Regions from separate parts of the Anser cygnoides genome. Here regions 1 and 2 are each linked to region 3. The links are chromatin contacts, called in public Hi-C maps. All regions are on one chromosome and are shown on one strand. The core of a region is the stretch at or near the end of the contact, and the rest is flanking DNA. Distances in the headings are between cores, read along the strand shown.

Region 1 (4,830 bases), core at 264-2,763, 420 kb before region 3:
AGAAAACTTGGGACAGTTGTGCTGAGAGGCGTCCCTTGTCTTAGACCTACTGGCTGCACTCCTGTGTAGTGGAGAGCTGGGCAAGGAGGTGTGCTTAGTTCTCCTGTGTGTAACTTCCAGTGTTCACGGTGAGGTTTTTTTTTTTCTTTTATTGGCTCACGTGGCTGGGGGCCCAGGAACCTGCCCCTGTGCCAAGCTGCTCTTGGAGGTTGCAAGTACTGCTGGATGTCTGCCCGTGTCTTCCTGGCAGGGTACAGTGCCACAGAGATTTGTAGCGTTGTGCAGCTTCTGTTAAAGTTGCTTACTTAAGCAGAATCTGCTCAACTGCAGAAACAAACCTGGCCTTCAGTTTAATGAGTAAACTGTTAGATTATATCAGTGCTGCCCACTGCTACTGAACCCTTTTTATTGCCTGAGCGGTTAGGACAGCTGCATTTTTGTTTACTGATCATCGGTCCATTTAGCAGTATGAATCTTAAAAATGCTTCCTTCATAGGCCAGTAAGTTCCCTATGCTGCCTTCCACTTTGCCAAATAATTACCTGGTTCAGTCCTGTTGGCCAGGCCTTGTTTAAAAGGGCTGAATAAATTTTGCTGCTGCTCTCAAGTTAGACTGACGGCTTTCTTGAAGCGTTGTGGTACCTGTAGGGGCTACTGATTCCTCGCTTCTGTGACCAGAAGCATATAATACAGAACATTTTACTAGGAGGCTTTGACAAGGTGCAGGGCACGGGGATAAATCTGAAATGCCTCGTGGCAGTGTGGAGCATGTGTAACACCACATTAAATCCTACGTCTTGGAGCAGCACGGAGCACGAGGATGCTGCATTTTTGACACAGTTGCATCTGGTGTAGGTGCAGCCTTCCCCAGGGAGCAGCCGTGGTCGTGTAAGTCCTCAGTTTCCTACGTGTGGCCTCTGTGTGATGGCCTGATCCTGCTGCAAAGCCAGAAACTCCCAAACCTGCTGCACCAGCTTTGGTGAGTTAGTTTATTCCGCAGCATACGGTCATCAGATCCAGCAGGGCGAGTGGGGAGAGCTGTGAGAGCCGAACTGACAGAGTGCAACGACAGCGTGCACCCCAGGGGGCTGGGAGGTGCTACGTGCACCCTGCCCTCCCAGACCCTGCCTCAGCCCCGCGCTGCCTTGGGCCGAGCACACGTTGCGATATGTTGCATCGCACCGCGTGTTACCGCTTTGTGAGGGCGGCGCTCGCACATCCAGAGCTTACCCGAAAATTATGGCTTCGTCGCTGTGGTGGGGCTCGCTGCCTGCTTGGTGCAGCAGGTCTGTGGGGTGGTTAATCCTGACACAGGGAGAACAACTCTCGAGGTCTGAATTCTAAGAACCCACAAAATGTACTGGGGGGGTACACGCCTGCCTTTTGGGGGCAGGAAGAACGGTTTCGGTTCTATCACTTTTTACACCCCCGGAGCCCTCCGAGCCGCGGGGGGGCGCCCGGGGCCGGGGCCGGGCCTGCCGGGGGGGGCGGTGCGGGGCTCGGGGGGGGGGGCTCCCCCCATTTCTCCGCCACCGCCGAGCGGGGCCGCGGATCTGCCCCGAGCCCGGCTGCCGGCCCATGGTGCCGCGGCCCCTGCTGCAGCCCCTCGTGCCCCGGCTCCGCCGCCTGCTGCCCGGCCTCGCCATGAGCAGCGCCACCGGCTCCTTCTCCCTGCAGCAGCCCCTCAACTACCGGGGGGGAGCCCGGCTGCAGCCCGCCGACGGTGGGCAGGTGGAGGAGGTGTACGAGCCGGCCACAGGTGGGGACACGCGTGGGGACACGGCTCTGCTGGGGGCTGGCCGTCCCGGGGGGCGGCCCCGACCCCCACGTCCCCCCAGCCCCTGCAGCCTGGGACTGGCTGTGACCGTCCGCCGAAGCAGCCGGGGTCTGGCTCAAATGATTTCCAAATCAATTGGTTTTTCCTCGCCCGGGTTTCGGCAGGCCCCATGCAAGGTGGCGAGGGGCTAACGGAGCCGAAGAACGCACAGCGGGGTGCTGGTGGCGGAAGCTCAAGGGGGGAGAGCGAAGAGATTTGTGATGCTGGGAGCTAATTAGTAACTGGGACATGGGTGTGGGAGAAGGGTCTTAATGCAAGCCCTTTAAACCACAACACCTCTTCAAGAAACCAGTCACAAATAAGTGGGTTTTGTTTGGAACCATTACGTTCGTAGCCTGGTGCGGGTGGTGGGACTGAGATCTTTGCCGCAAGATAAATCGTATTTTCTGTGCCCTTTCTCTGACACGAACATCTCCTTTGTTTCCATTTTAAATGTGCCCAGGCCGAGTGATAGCCAAGCTGCTGTGCTCCGGGGAGAAGGAGGTGGACCTGGCCGTGCAGAGCGCGAAGGCTGCCTTTAAAGTATGGAGCCAAATGTCGGGCATGGAGCGGTGCCGGGTGCTGCTGGAGGCCGCCAGAATTATTCGGGTATGTCGGGGGGCTCGCGTCACGTTTTGTCTGCCAGCATTTTCGTGGATTAAGGCGGCTGCTGGGGGCTGCGGTTCCAGCGGCACCTCCAGAGCTCGGGGAGGTAAAACCCCACCTTTGACCAGCAGAGACAGTTGGTTGCCTTGGGCAGGGCACCCAGTCTTATCAGTCTTAGTTCAAGGCCGGTGTGTGCTACAGCACCTTTTCTGCTTAATTCTGGCAGGAGACACAAAGCTGAAGCAATCCAGTCAGGACCCTGCAAGGCATGCGATTTACAAGCTGAAGCTGCGTAGCTGACACATTCTTGAACTTTAGGATTTCGGACCCTGTTGTCACGTGGCAGAAGCATACGTTGTTTTAGCAATAAGAAAATGTAGGAGTGCTTTTTTTTTTTCCCTTAGCAGATAATACGCGTGGGGAGAGGATACAGATATGCTAGCTTTGTCACAAACTTGTTTGTGAGATAACACGTTCTTGGACCTCAAAGTAAGATGTGAGATAACACGTTCTTGGACTTCAAAGTTAATCCCCGTTGAGGCACAGGTCTGTAAGAAACCGGACCTCGCCCCAGCGTGTACATGCGATGAGAATACTGTTTTCTCTTTCTGCCAGACTTCTGCAGCAGGGTAATATTTCTGCCTGGGAGATGGTCTGTTAAAGGATGCTTCCCAACTCTGCTGCTTTGCCCGTCTTTTGCTAAGTCCTCTGGGTCGGTTTTGGTCTTGCTGTTTGCTGTCTCCCCACCTTAGTCCTGTGAATTCCAGTCACTGTTTACCAGCTGGCTTTTCAGCTCAGGTTTGCTCATCTTTCAGATAAACACGGCTGTTAAGCAAGACCAGACTAGCAGTGAACCCCAGCAGCTCTCTGTTTGGCATTCTCTTGTGGTCGGTTGCCTCTGGCGAATTGATAAATGACAGTTGGGAATGTATCTTAGATAAAATGATTACTCGAGGCAGAGCCTGGCTTGGAGGTTGCATGCTTGGGATGCAGCTAGCTCCTTGTGGCTTCTCTGATGCGCTGTCGTTGTGCTGCGCTCCTCACAGGAACAGAGAGACGAAATTGCCACCTTGGAAACCATCAACAATGGGAAATCCATCTTTGAAGCCAGAGCGGACATTGACGTATCCTGGCAGTGCCTGGAGTATTACGCAGGGCTGGCAGGATCTCTAGCTGGTGAGAACTTTATGGGAGTTGGCTCTTTATTCTCTGTCCTGCCTCTTGTCTTCTCTGCTAACTTCCATGATACAAGACCATTTTTGGTGCCGATTCCTCTAAGAGAAGGACTGCTCCTTTTTCTGAAGGTCTTGGGAGAATTTTCAGAGCTGTCTGCCTAATGCTGCCATGCTCTGTGAGCTTGTCGGGGTAAAAGCCGTGTGTGTCTGTTCCCAGTCTAAGTGGGATCTGGGCCCTGAGCCTCTGATTAAACAGGAAGGGGCTTTGTTCTTCTCTTATTTCTGTCTGTCTGTCTTCCCTGCAGGTGAACACATCCAGCTTCCTGGGGGATCCTTTGGGTACACTCGCAGAGAGCCCCTGGGTGTGTGCGCTGGGATCGGAGCCTGGAATTACCCTTTCCAGATTGCCTGCTGGAAGGCTGCCCCGGCCCTGGCTTGCGGTATGGAGACTCTGTGCCCATGCAGGCTTCCCTCTGAAGCCTTGTGGTCCTGCGGGGGAGAGTGAGATTTGGGGGACAGAGAACTGACTAGGGCCGCCTCGAAGGAGGCGTTGAAGGACTAGCAGAGCCTTCAGGCAGGAAGGGAAAGGAAATGGAAGGGGGAACCTGGCAGGTGCTAAGAGGGCAGGGGACACATCAGGAGAAAGACTGATTGTGTGGCTTTGTACCAGAGGAGGAAGGTCTCTGGAAATGTTTGCAGTGCAGGACCAGTATCCTCATCTCCCCGGCCCTTCCCAGCATGAAGGTGCAGTTTTCCCCATTCATTGATTGCAGAGCGTTTAGACAAAACTATTTCCTTCTCTCCTGGGGATCTTTTGGTTCTGCAGAGACAAATTCGTTGTGTAGGGTGGGTTTTTTTTGTGTTTTTTTTTTTTTTTTGTCCCCTGATGCAGTTTGGGTGTTAACCCCACCTTGCCTCTGTCCGGGTTCCCTTAGGCAACGCGATGGTCTTCAAGCCCTCTCCCTTCACTCCCATTTCGGTGGTGAGGCTGGCAGAGATCTTCACTCAGGCCGGTATGCCCAAGGGGCTCTTCAACGTGGTGCAGGGCGGGGTGGCCACAGGCCAGTTCCTCTGTCACCACCCCGATGTGGCCAAAATCTCTTTCACTGGCAGCGTGCCGACTGGCGTCAAGGTAAAGGCACCGTCACACTGGGGGACACACGGGGGTTGTAGTGCCAGCCTTCCTGGTGCAACGGGGGGGTCGAAGCCTCCTTCAGCCTTTGTGCACGAGGCT
Region 2 (4,922 bases), core at 2,237-4,736, 350 kb after region 3:
CAGCTCAGCTTGTCCATGCTGCTGGGGCAGGAGAGGTGAGGGCAAGAGACTGTTTGTTTTTTTTTTCCTGTGGGGCTGGTCACTGCCTTCCTGCTCCAGGGGGGTTAAACCAGATGCCTTCTGCTCAGGTATGCATCTCCCGAGGACAAAAGGGAACAAAGGGTTTGTTAGCAGGAATTATGTGCCTGATAGATCCACCAAGCCTGTTTCAGGAAGGTGTGATCACAAAGCACCCTGGAGCAGTTTTGTGCTGAGACTTGAGCCTCTGGTGTCTGGTTGCCTGTGTGAGGGATGGGTTTGTTCCTCCCTGGCCGGAGCCTTCTGCAAAAAGTGAAGCTGGGGGCAACCAGAATGGCTCAAATCTTACAGTCCCATCCTGGGACTCACCTTGGTGCTTCAAGCAAGGCTGGTACGGATGTGATGGAGGACAGCCCTGGAGAGGTCTCTGGTGAAGCCCAGGCAGAGCAGGGATAGGGGACACAGCCAGGAGGAAGGGGACTTCTTGAGCACATCCGTAAGGAAGCAGTAATACTTGGGATGAATCCCACATGTGGGAGTAAACCCCATGGCTTGTCCATGTCCATGGTGCCTCAGGCCACTGCAGATCTGCAGCAGTGGCAGTCCCCTGCGTGTCACCGGTGCGAGCAGGGCATTACCCCCGTGGTTAGCAAAGGCATTGGATGCGCATGTCCTTGGGGACCTTCACTCCTCCAGCCAGATTGTATAAGGCTTAGAGTGGTGCAGGAGCCAGGTAAACACTCGAGCCCATTTATGCCAGGTGATTGCACAAGAAAAGGGCAATCCTGTGTAATTTCCCGGAGCCAGGTGCCTCTGAGCACCTACACCATGGCCCTGAGCTGGGCAGCCTGCAGGAGCTGCAGTGGAGGTGGGACTCCACGTGTGAGAGACAGTGAGGCCACTGCAGCTTCTCCTGGGGTTTCTCCTCCTGGAGAAGGCAAGGAGATGGACTGGAGGTCTACAGGACAGCCAGCACCAGGACTGGGTGGTAGTGGTGGCGTTTAGAGGAGAGCTTTTACCATCAAGAGATGTCTTCAAGACAGATTTTTCCTATTGCAGTTGCTACACCTAATAAGGATTTCTTGGGCTTTTTTTGGGGGGTTAGCCCTGTCTGGAATGGTTTTGGTTGCACTTGTAGCAGAGATGAAAGAACCTGGGGCTTCTGAAGAGGAGCTGCCCCAGCTCAGAGCTGACCGAAGAGGGTTAAGAACAGCAGAGATGCTTTGGTTTGCTCCATCCATCAGCCCAAATCCGATGGGAATCCTCCTGCAGCCCTTTCCTGGAAGGATTTTGCCTGCAAACAAAAATGGGGAGGGGTGCAGAAAAGGAAATGAAAAATGTATCTTTAACCACACTCGAGACAAATGAGGGATCTGCCTGGAAAGCGCTCGGCTGCAGTTAGTGCGGAGCAGAAGGGAGGTGGGCGCTCCTAGTTCCTGCCCTACAGCTGCTGATTTATTGTCCCTGGCGTGCAGGGCCCCGCCAGCCTGCGGGATGTTTCCCATTTGGCACTTCAAAGATGGGTGAACAATGGAGTTGTGCTTCAAAAGGGGATGGCTGCTGGCCCCTGGGACCCGGTGAGGCTTCGGTGCCTTGGGGAAATTTTGTTCGTCTCGAGCAGCACCGGGAGCCTGTCCGCAGCTCGGGGGGCTGTGCTCCCCGTGGGCATCCTGCCCTTCGTGACCTGTCCTTCAGACGATGTTCCCCTCTCTGTGGGTCCAGCTTTTTGCACAAAGGCAAAGCGGGCTGCGAGCTGTGTCCCTGTGAGATGTCCCCTCTGTAGGAGCCGTAGCGTTGTGCTCAAAGCCACCTCCGACCTCAGCAGCACGCTGCTGGTGAAAGAAAGCTTTGGGCTGGAAAAGGAGGATTTTGTAGGTGGGACCGCTTTTACCCTGTTATTGCTCTTCTGGAGACTGAGAGCTGCCTTCTGCTGCTTCTTTCCTGTGGTGCGTGATAAAAAGTCCAACAGGAGTCTGCAGCTGTTGGGCAGAGGGACTTTGGTGCCATTAGAAATGTTAATTTTTTAAAACTATATTTTTTGCAGACTATTGCACATCCTAACTTCTCTCTCTTTCTCTGCCTTTCCACACCTGAAGCTTTTTCCATCCCTTTGTGTTTTCCCATTCTGGAGAGGAAAAATGGAGCAAAACATCCAAGATCTTTTATTTTTGAGGAAAAGGGCAGCTGGGAAATGATGAGCTGAGAAGGAGGGCACCTTTGTTCCCCTCCCTCTGCCGTAGGCTGATGCCTCCTGTCCCTGTGCCAGGGCACGGAGCAGGCACTGTCGTCCTCTGTGTGTCATTTTCTAACAAATGTTTTCATGGGCAGAAGTCCTCCTCCTCCAGGTTGAGTCCTGCAGGAGTCACAGAGATCCACCTCTCCTCCGGGCTGGGAATCCATGAGACCAGCTTGGCAGCTTATTTGCATTAAGTCCACTTAATCGTGACTCCAAAACTGCTCTTTTGGAAACCCGAACCAATTTGCTAGATAGTGGAAAAATGAGCAATTTCTTCTTCTGTTCGGTTGCTCAATCATTTTTCTGGCATTCTCCATTCTATTTCATTTGAAGTCAACTTAGGATGAATTAAGTGTCCAGCTTCGACAGCTTTGGAGGCTCCGGCAGCAGCAGCCCGCGGACTTCCCAGCACGTGCACTCACCAGCTGAGCTGTTCTCCCTCCGGAGGCCAGGACTTGATGGATGGGCTCACACAATGAATTAAGCATCGCTGCAGAGTGCGGAGCTGGATTTGGGCTTGCAAGCACACTTCTCCACACTTGCCTGTGTTTTGTCCTTTCCCACAGATGTCCTCGGAGGCACATTTGCCCTGTTTATTAGAACTGGGGATTTGAGGCAACGTGGAAATGTGGTCCAGAGAAAATCCATATGAACTTAGAGAAAACAAACCCAGACAGTGAGTTACTTGCAGAAAGTCCCGTGCTTGGGGAACCTGGACCGTTGTGTGACGTGGCTGGGAACTGCTTGGCTCTGGCAACGTGTGTGGAGACCATGGCGGCGAGGGGAGAAGGCAGGATACAAACCACAGCTTTCCCTGATGGTCTGCTGCTCCTACAGTCGCCTCTACTCTGCCCACACATTATTAATGGACTACTTATTTCTCCAGATCTACTCTGCCCACACATTGTTAATGGACTACTTATTTCTCCAGTTCTTCACTGTCTGAGGATGAGCCTCCCCAGACAGCCTCCTCGGTGGCCCTGTGGGCGAGAGGCCCCCGTTTCCATCGGCTGCTCTCAACCACTCGGGCGTCGCCGTGCCGCTTTGCAGAGGTGCCTTTGGAGATACTGGGAGCAGCCGCCTGGCGACCTCTATCTTGGAAACCATTTCAATCCAGGGCTTTATTTCCTAATTTCAGAGCTCTGAGCCCACAGCTCCTCCTCAAGTTACAGCTGGGGGTTGCTAAAGTCCATGCAGCGCGAGTCGCTCTCGTCCAAAGAGAGGCCGGGCTCTGGCCCTGCCTCCCCAGCAGCGCTGTATAAAAGCTTTGCTCTTTGCAGGAACCTCCTCCTGAGCCCCAGCTCCTCTTCTCCCACAGCCTCAGCTCACGGCTCTCACCTCCCTGAGGGCTGCACAGGTAAGCGAGGATGGATGGAAAACCTCACAGGACTCGTAGGGAGCAGGGCAGGGTGGAGGCGGGCGGCCCCACGCCGTGACAGCTGCTCTCCCCACCACAGGACACCATGGTGCGGCGCGTGGCCGTGGTCGGCGCGGGCGTCAGCGGGCTGGCGGCCATCAAGTGCTGCCTGGAAGAGGGGCTGGAGCCCACCTGCTTCGAGAGGAGCGAGGACATCGGCGGGCTGTGGCGCTACACGGTGAGAGAGGCTCGGGCCGCGTGGCCTTGCGGTCAGTTAGGGTTTGGGGTGGGGATGGTGGCTTCAGGAGCAGCTCAGGGAAAGGAGCTGAGCAGGTTAAAGCATGGGGGAGGTGAAGGGGGGAGGCGTTGAGGACAGAGTTTGTTCTGGGTGATGCAAAATGTTTGACTCGGATCAAAGCACAAAGCCTATAGCTGTCACGCCTGACCTCTGGATGCTTTCTGGACCTCAGGAGGGATGCTAGACCCAGTCCTGCACCCTATCCCCTGAGCTGCTTCTTTCCCTGGCTCCTAAACGCAGGTGTAACCAGCTCCTAAATGCCTGGGTTGAGGCAAGCCCTCCTACCTGGCCCTTTAGGACATGTCTATGCTTTTAGGGGGTGATTTGGTTACTGCACTTGATGGCTTTGGGGTGTCTCTCTGGCCCCAGCCTGGCGGTGATGGTATCTGCAAGAGTTGGTTTAAATTTTAACCCAGAATGTTTTGGGGATGGAAAATCACTGGACTGAGCAGGTTCAGCAAATCATTGATCTGCTTGCTCGTTCTGAGGAAAGTTGGCAAACCAAAACCCTCAGAGAGACTCTTAATTTGACAAGATTAAAATAAAACAGTTGTGGGTTTTTTTTATATATTTTATTTATTTATTTAATGTAAATAACTTTCTGTTCTTCAGTTTTCTTCAGCATTCTTCAGGTGCTTTTTTAGCCACTTTTAACTGAAAAAAGTCAATTTTGTGACAGTTTTGCATGAGTGAAATGTTGCTTTATGTATTACCCCTTTGGCTTGTTAAGGAAGTGGAAAACATTGCACATCTGCTGGGTTCTGCCTCCCAGGTGGGTGAATCCACAGAGAGGTGGTGAAGCCCAAAATTTGTCCCCTCTGCAGGTGTGTGTCCATCCCCTAGTACGACCTGGGCAGCGCCTTGTCCTGAGGGGCATAAATCCCAGCCAGAAATGCCATTAGCATTAGAATAGCAGCTTTGAATCCCGTGGCATCCAAACAAGAGCACTGTGCAATCTTGTACATGTGGGAATCTGCGGTTTTTGGCAGGGATCTGACCCCTACTCTGTCACA
Region 3 (4,561 bases), core at 243-2,742:
GCAGCACCAGCAGCACCCCCCACCTATCTGCTGCACCACATCGGGGTTATTTGCAGCACCCCATAATTCCTGGGCGAAACAGTGCGTCCACCTGCTGCTGCAGCTGTTATTAACGGCCAGGAAAATCGATTCCAGCGTTGTGCCACTGGCTTACCCGATAGACAGGAATCATCCGAACAATGTATCATCTGATGCTAATTAAATTCCATATCGATACGGATACATGACATATATTTACTAAGCAAGAAGCAAGAGACATTGCTGTTTTAAATCTTATGTGACTTGGAAATATATAAAGGCAACTCAATATATTCCCCGTGCTCAGGATATGGTTGTACATATACCGTAAAGAGCTCACATGCAGTGGAGGTAGTGAAATACATTGGGTCAGTTCGAAACACAAACTAGGTTCAAACAAATCTGAAATGAACAAGATTATTTTGACAATTTCTAGTGGAATTCTCAACATCAATTCTCTCTCTCTCCATACATACACATATATATGGAAATGTATATGTATATATGCACACACATATTAAATACATTTGACCAAATATTTATCCAAGGAGACTTTCAGTTTTTGGAGAAACAGCCCTTTGTTAAAAGACTTATTCTCAAAGAAAATTCATGACTAACTTTACGCTTAACTTCCACCCATCCTTTATTAACCTTTATGAGCTGATCCCCACAACTCCTTTAATATGAGCCGTTGCAGGCCTCAACCCTACGTGCAGTGTCCCTTTCCACACCCTGAATGCCCTCCACTTCAGGAGGAAAGCACAGACTCACAGAAAACAGGTCTGGAAGGGACCTGGTAAGCTCCTCTCACCCATCTTCCTCCCCAAATCAGGACATGGGGCGGTCAGTGATGGAGCTGCCACCTCCTCCCCAGCCCAGCTGTCCCTTCATATCTCCTCCACTCCGTTAAATAGTTCTTCCCAGTGCCTAACCTGTTTCTTCCCTCCTACATCAGAAGTTCATCATTTTATAACTTGCCCCTGGTGTTGAAGACTTCTGCTGCTCCTCTCTCCTCTCCTCACTGAGCAGCAGTAGCTGCTCAGCCTTTCTTTGAAAGCCCTGACCTCCAGCCCTCCCACCATCCTTGAGACTGACTTTCCTGCAGATCCACGTGGCTGCGCCTCACAAAGACAAGTCCCCTACACCTGCTATCAGAACTGTACCTCTCCTCGTCAAGCTCAAGAAGAAACTATTGCTGAAGGAACAGGAGAGAGCAGTAGAGCGGTTTCTTTCCAAAACCTGCACCTGAATTAAATTCCCATTGAGGCTCAGCCCAGCTGGCATCCCGCATTGCAGCTCAGCACGACCTATTCGCACGAGGACAAAGCAAGGACTTACAGAAGTGAGGGAAGGAGCCCGTCTCCAGGGAATAAGGAGCCTGCGTGCCCGGCTGCATTTCCAACCTGCGTCCTGGCTCTTCAGAGGACTCAACCATGAAGGGAGGTTTGGGATCAGCTCTCCCATCCACGCTGGGCTGTTGGAGAAGGAGAGGATCAGAAAGAAAGGAGTGTTTGTGCATGACACAGCAGCATCCTCACGATCTGTCCTAAGTTACAAATTTACCTCCCAGACCTTGACCAGGGCTGGGGTTTCCTGTGTTTGCTCTTGGGCTCCTGTCCCTTTGGACAACAGGAGGTGTTGCAATGCCGGGGGGAGGGCTGGCTGCGAAAGGCTGCGCGACACAAAGGAGATGGTCCAAAGCAGCTCTGCTGAGAATTTGCCTCCTGGAAGCAATTCCTTTTCTAAACCTGGCTTCTGATGGAAGAAAACCAAGCAAACAACTGTCATCCCATCATGAGCAGCCTTGGGTTGTACCCAGCCTGTCTGACTTCAGACTGCGATAGCTGCTGTCCTTTGAACTCTTATCACAGCTCCATAAGTCGCCCATCTCGGTTCTGCTTTCCTCCTCCTCTCTTCTTTTCTCTCTGCCAGGTGCCCTTTTTTCTCCCATCTGCAAACATCCTCACTCTACAAGATAAAAAACTTTGCAGTTAGGAAAGTAATGGTGCTAGCCACCTTGCTGCTGGACTCCGGGGGAGACCAGGCATAGCTGGCTTTTGCCTCAGAGAAGCTGTCTGAGGACTGTGGGGGCAGGTGACAGGGGAGAAATGTCCTACATGCATTCCTGCGCCATGTCCTTGGCTGTGTACAGGTGACCTGGACAGACCCTTGTCTCCAGAAGGCTTTCAGAAGACAACCAGCCTGTGCTGCAACCAGTTTTTCTTGTGCTGAAGTTTGAGCCCCTGGCTCTGTCTCTGTGCCTGCTTATCTCTGTTACACTCTCAAACCCTGCGTGGGCGTCTGCCTGCATCTTCCCTCCGCGTTTCGATTTTGCTAGTCCTGATGGAGAGGAGCTACGAGCAGATGGAGAGGAGCTACAAGCAAACAACATTCCTCTCCCCTGTCTGCACTGATAATCTCGGGAACTCATCTCCTCTGTGCTCCCCTCCAGGCTGTGTCAACATCGCCGGGGTTGCGGAGGGCAGGATTGCACCGACTGTGCTGCCCCATCCCGTACGCCGTGTGCTGCCCGGCCCAGCACACCGCACCGAGAATATTCCTCTGGGGGATGAGTCAGAGCTGTGAGGGGTTTGTAAACCCCTCCCTCTCCTGGATTTCTCCATATTTACAGCAACAAAGCACGCAGGTCCCAGAGTGCAAAGTGATCTTGAGACTTCTCCTTCCAGAGGCTTTCAGAAACCAGAGGCCCTGCATTGCTGTCATCCCCTCAGATCATCAAACAGAGCATTGCTAAAGCCAAGGTGGACCACAAAGCCTCTTCCACATCAGTGCCAACCACTGGGACATCTCCCACAGGAGAAACAGCCCCAGGGAGTCCAGGCAGACAGAGCTAGCAGGGATGTCAAAGTGCTGGTTTGACTTTGCTTGCATATTCAGGGAACTCCTAATCTGAAAAGGCAGCAAATTCCCCAAATTCATGTTCTCATGGACGTGAAACCCTGTAGGGATGTCCAGATTGGAGCCAGGACGTGAGAAAAGAGACATGGAAAGACGAGGCACCCTGTGGCATCAGCTCTGGGCCTCTCTAGGAACCAGAGAAACCCCGAAAGCTGTCTGCTGTCTCTTCTCACAACAGGCATTTCCCCTCTTCCATCCTTAAACTGCCATGGGTGAGATGGAGCCAAACTCCCCTTTCTTTTACCCGGGAAGGACCGTCCAGCACCCAGAGCAGTAGTGCAGGGCTCCAGGTCCTCTCAGCCCTACCACTGACCTTGCAGATGCACTCCGGTTTGCTGCCCCAGTGCCCACAGACTGCAAGACTTCCCTGCCCTGAGCTGCTGCGCCCGGATCCCTCTCATGTTCCCTTCCCCTTCCTCAGACCAAACATACAGCAGCAGATGCCAGAGAGCGGAGCCACCCCAGAAATCAGGCTGCGGTGTTAGGTGACACGGCTTTAATATGCGACAGGAGCCAGAAGAAAGGCTGCTATGAAACACTGCTCCCTCAAAATCAGAAACCTCCACGCAGAGCACTTTGTGTGGCTGTGAGCAGGAGTAGCAGGGACGCGAACTCTGCCTGCGAGCACACAAAGGAGCTGAATCAATGTCCTGATGATACAGCCCAGCAAAATAAGCTAATGATGGACAGGACTGCAGGTTTTCATATGTGAGGGAAGGATTTACAGTGATACCAAAGGAATTATTTCAGCCCCGCAGTGGCAATACCCACCCGCTTCCTTATTATATTTTATTGATCTTGCCCTAAATACATGTGGCTGGAGGAAATGATGCATAAATTACTAACGAGTTAATTTCTTGCTCCAACACAGACTCACAACAGCCCTTTGAAGGGGAACCAGGAAAGACAATGTGTGAAAGGATAAAGGCAATGAGACAAGCTTGGATGTAATAATCCCATGTGAATGATTATTGCTGCAACTAATGTAATCTAATAATGAAGAATTTACGCCAGATGTCCCCCAGAATATGCCAGGCAGACTCGGGATTCAGCAGTGGATCCATTTCTAAGGAAACCTTGTTAGGAGGAAAAAAAATGCTGTTGTTTGTTTGTTTGTTTTTGTCAAGCAAGAGGCTGTAGACCTTTACAGATGGAGTCACAATAAAAGCATGCCGTGCAAAGCTTCCTGGGAGCATGTTCATTAGGCCTGATTGCAAATTTGTTTTCAGGTGAAGTTGAAGATGTTGGGTTTAGCTTATACAGCTCCTAACAATCTGGGACCAGCCTGTTTCAAAAGCCAGCCCTTGCCCCAAGCCAGAGCTGACACCAGGGTTTCCCCTGCGTCTCCCTAGGGTGTGGAAGGAGGCGCTGGGAGGGCAAGTGAATGAAGAGTGGAAAATCACCTCCTTTTTTTTGTTTTCAACTTGCATCCTTCCTGCTCCCAAAGGATCCTGGACAAGAGCTCCATCCCTGTCCCAGGGCACAATATAACCCATACAGCCCTTCCTCCTCACACGCTGCAGCATATAGGGACACCACATAGAAGGGAAAACACAGAGAGCTCTGCACCAGAGGTGCACCATGGCGAAGCCATGCTGCAGTGTAATAGGACCAACTTCTCCTT

What was found. Hi-C and Micro-C count contacts between places; a contact is called where the count stands out from the background.
Region 1: a Hi-C map of liver shows a contact between it and region 3, with 1.9 times the contacts expected there. The contact joins the promoter of ALDH9A1 here to the promoter of RXRG in region 3. A contact is called at or near these places in 2 of 7 Hi-C or Micro-C datasets (both in liver).
Region 2: a Hi-C map of liver shows a contact between it and region 3, with 2.7 times the contacts expected there. The contact joins the promoter of LOC106041535 here to the promoter of RXRG in region 3. A contact is called at or near these places in 2 of 7 Hi-C or Micro-C datasets (both in liver).

Annotation. Positions count from the first base shown.
Region 1 is chr8:11,589,196-11,594,025 of Taihu_goose_T2T_genome, reverse strand. ALDH9A1 (aldehyde dehydrogenase 9 family member A1) reads left to right here and starts at 1,513. Exons shown (of 11, transcript XM_048080212.2): 1 at 1,513-1,758; 2 at 2,279-2,424; 3 at 3,468-3,597; 4 at 3,902-4,036; 5 at 4,532-4,728. The coding sequence starts at 1,578.
Region 2 is chr8:10,824,253-10,829,174 of Taihu_goose_T2T_genome, reverse strand. It overlaps LOC106041535 (flavin containing dimethylaniline monoxygenase 3), which reads left to right and starts at 3,486. Exons shown (of 9, transcript XM_013190066.3): 1 at 3,486-3,611; 2 at 3,712-3,849. The coding sequence starts at 3,718.
Region 3 is chr8:11,170,504-11,175,064 of Taihu_goose_T2T_genome, reverse strand. RXRG (retinoid X receptor gamma) reads right to left here and starts at 1,492. Exons shown (of 10, transcript XM_013190163.3): 1 at 1,357-1,492. The coding sequence starts at 1,453.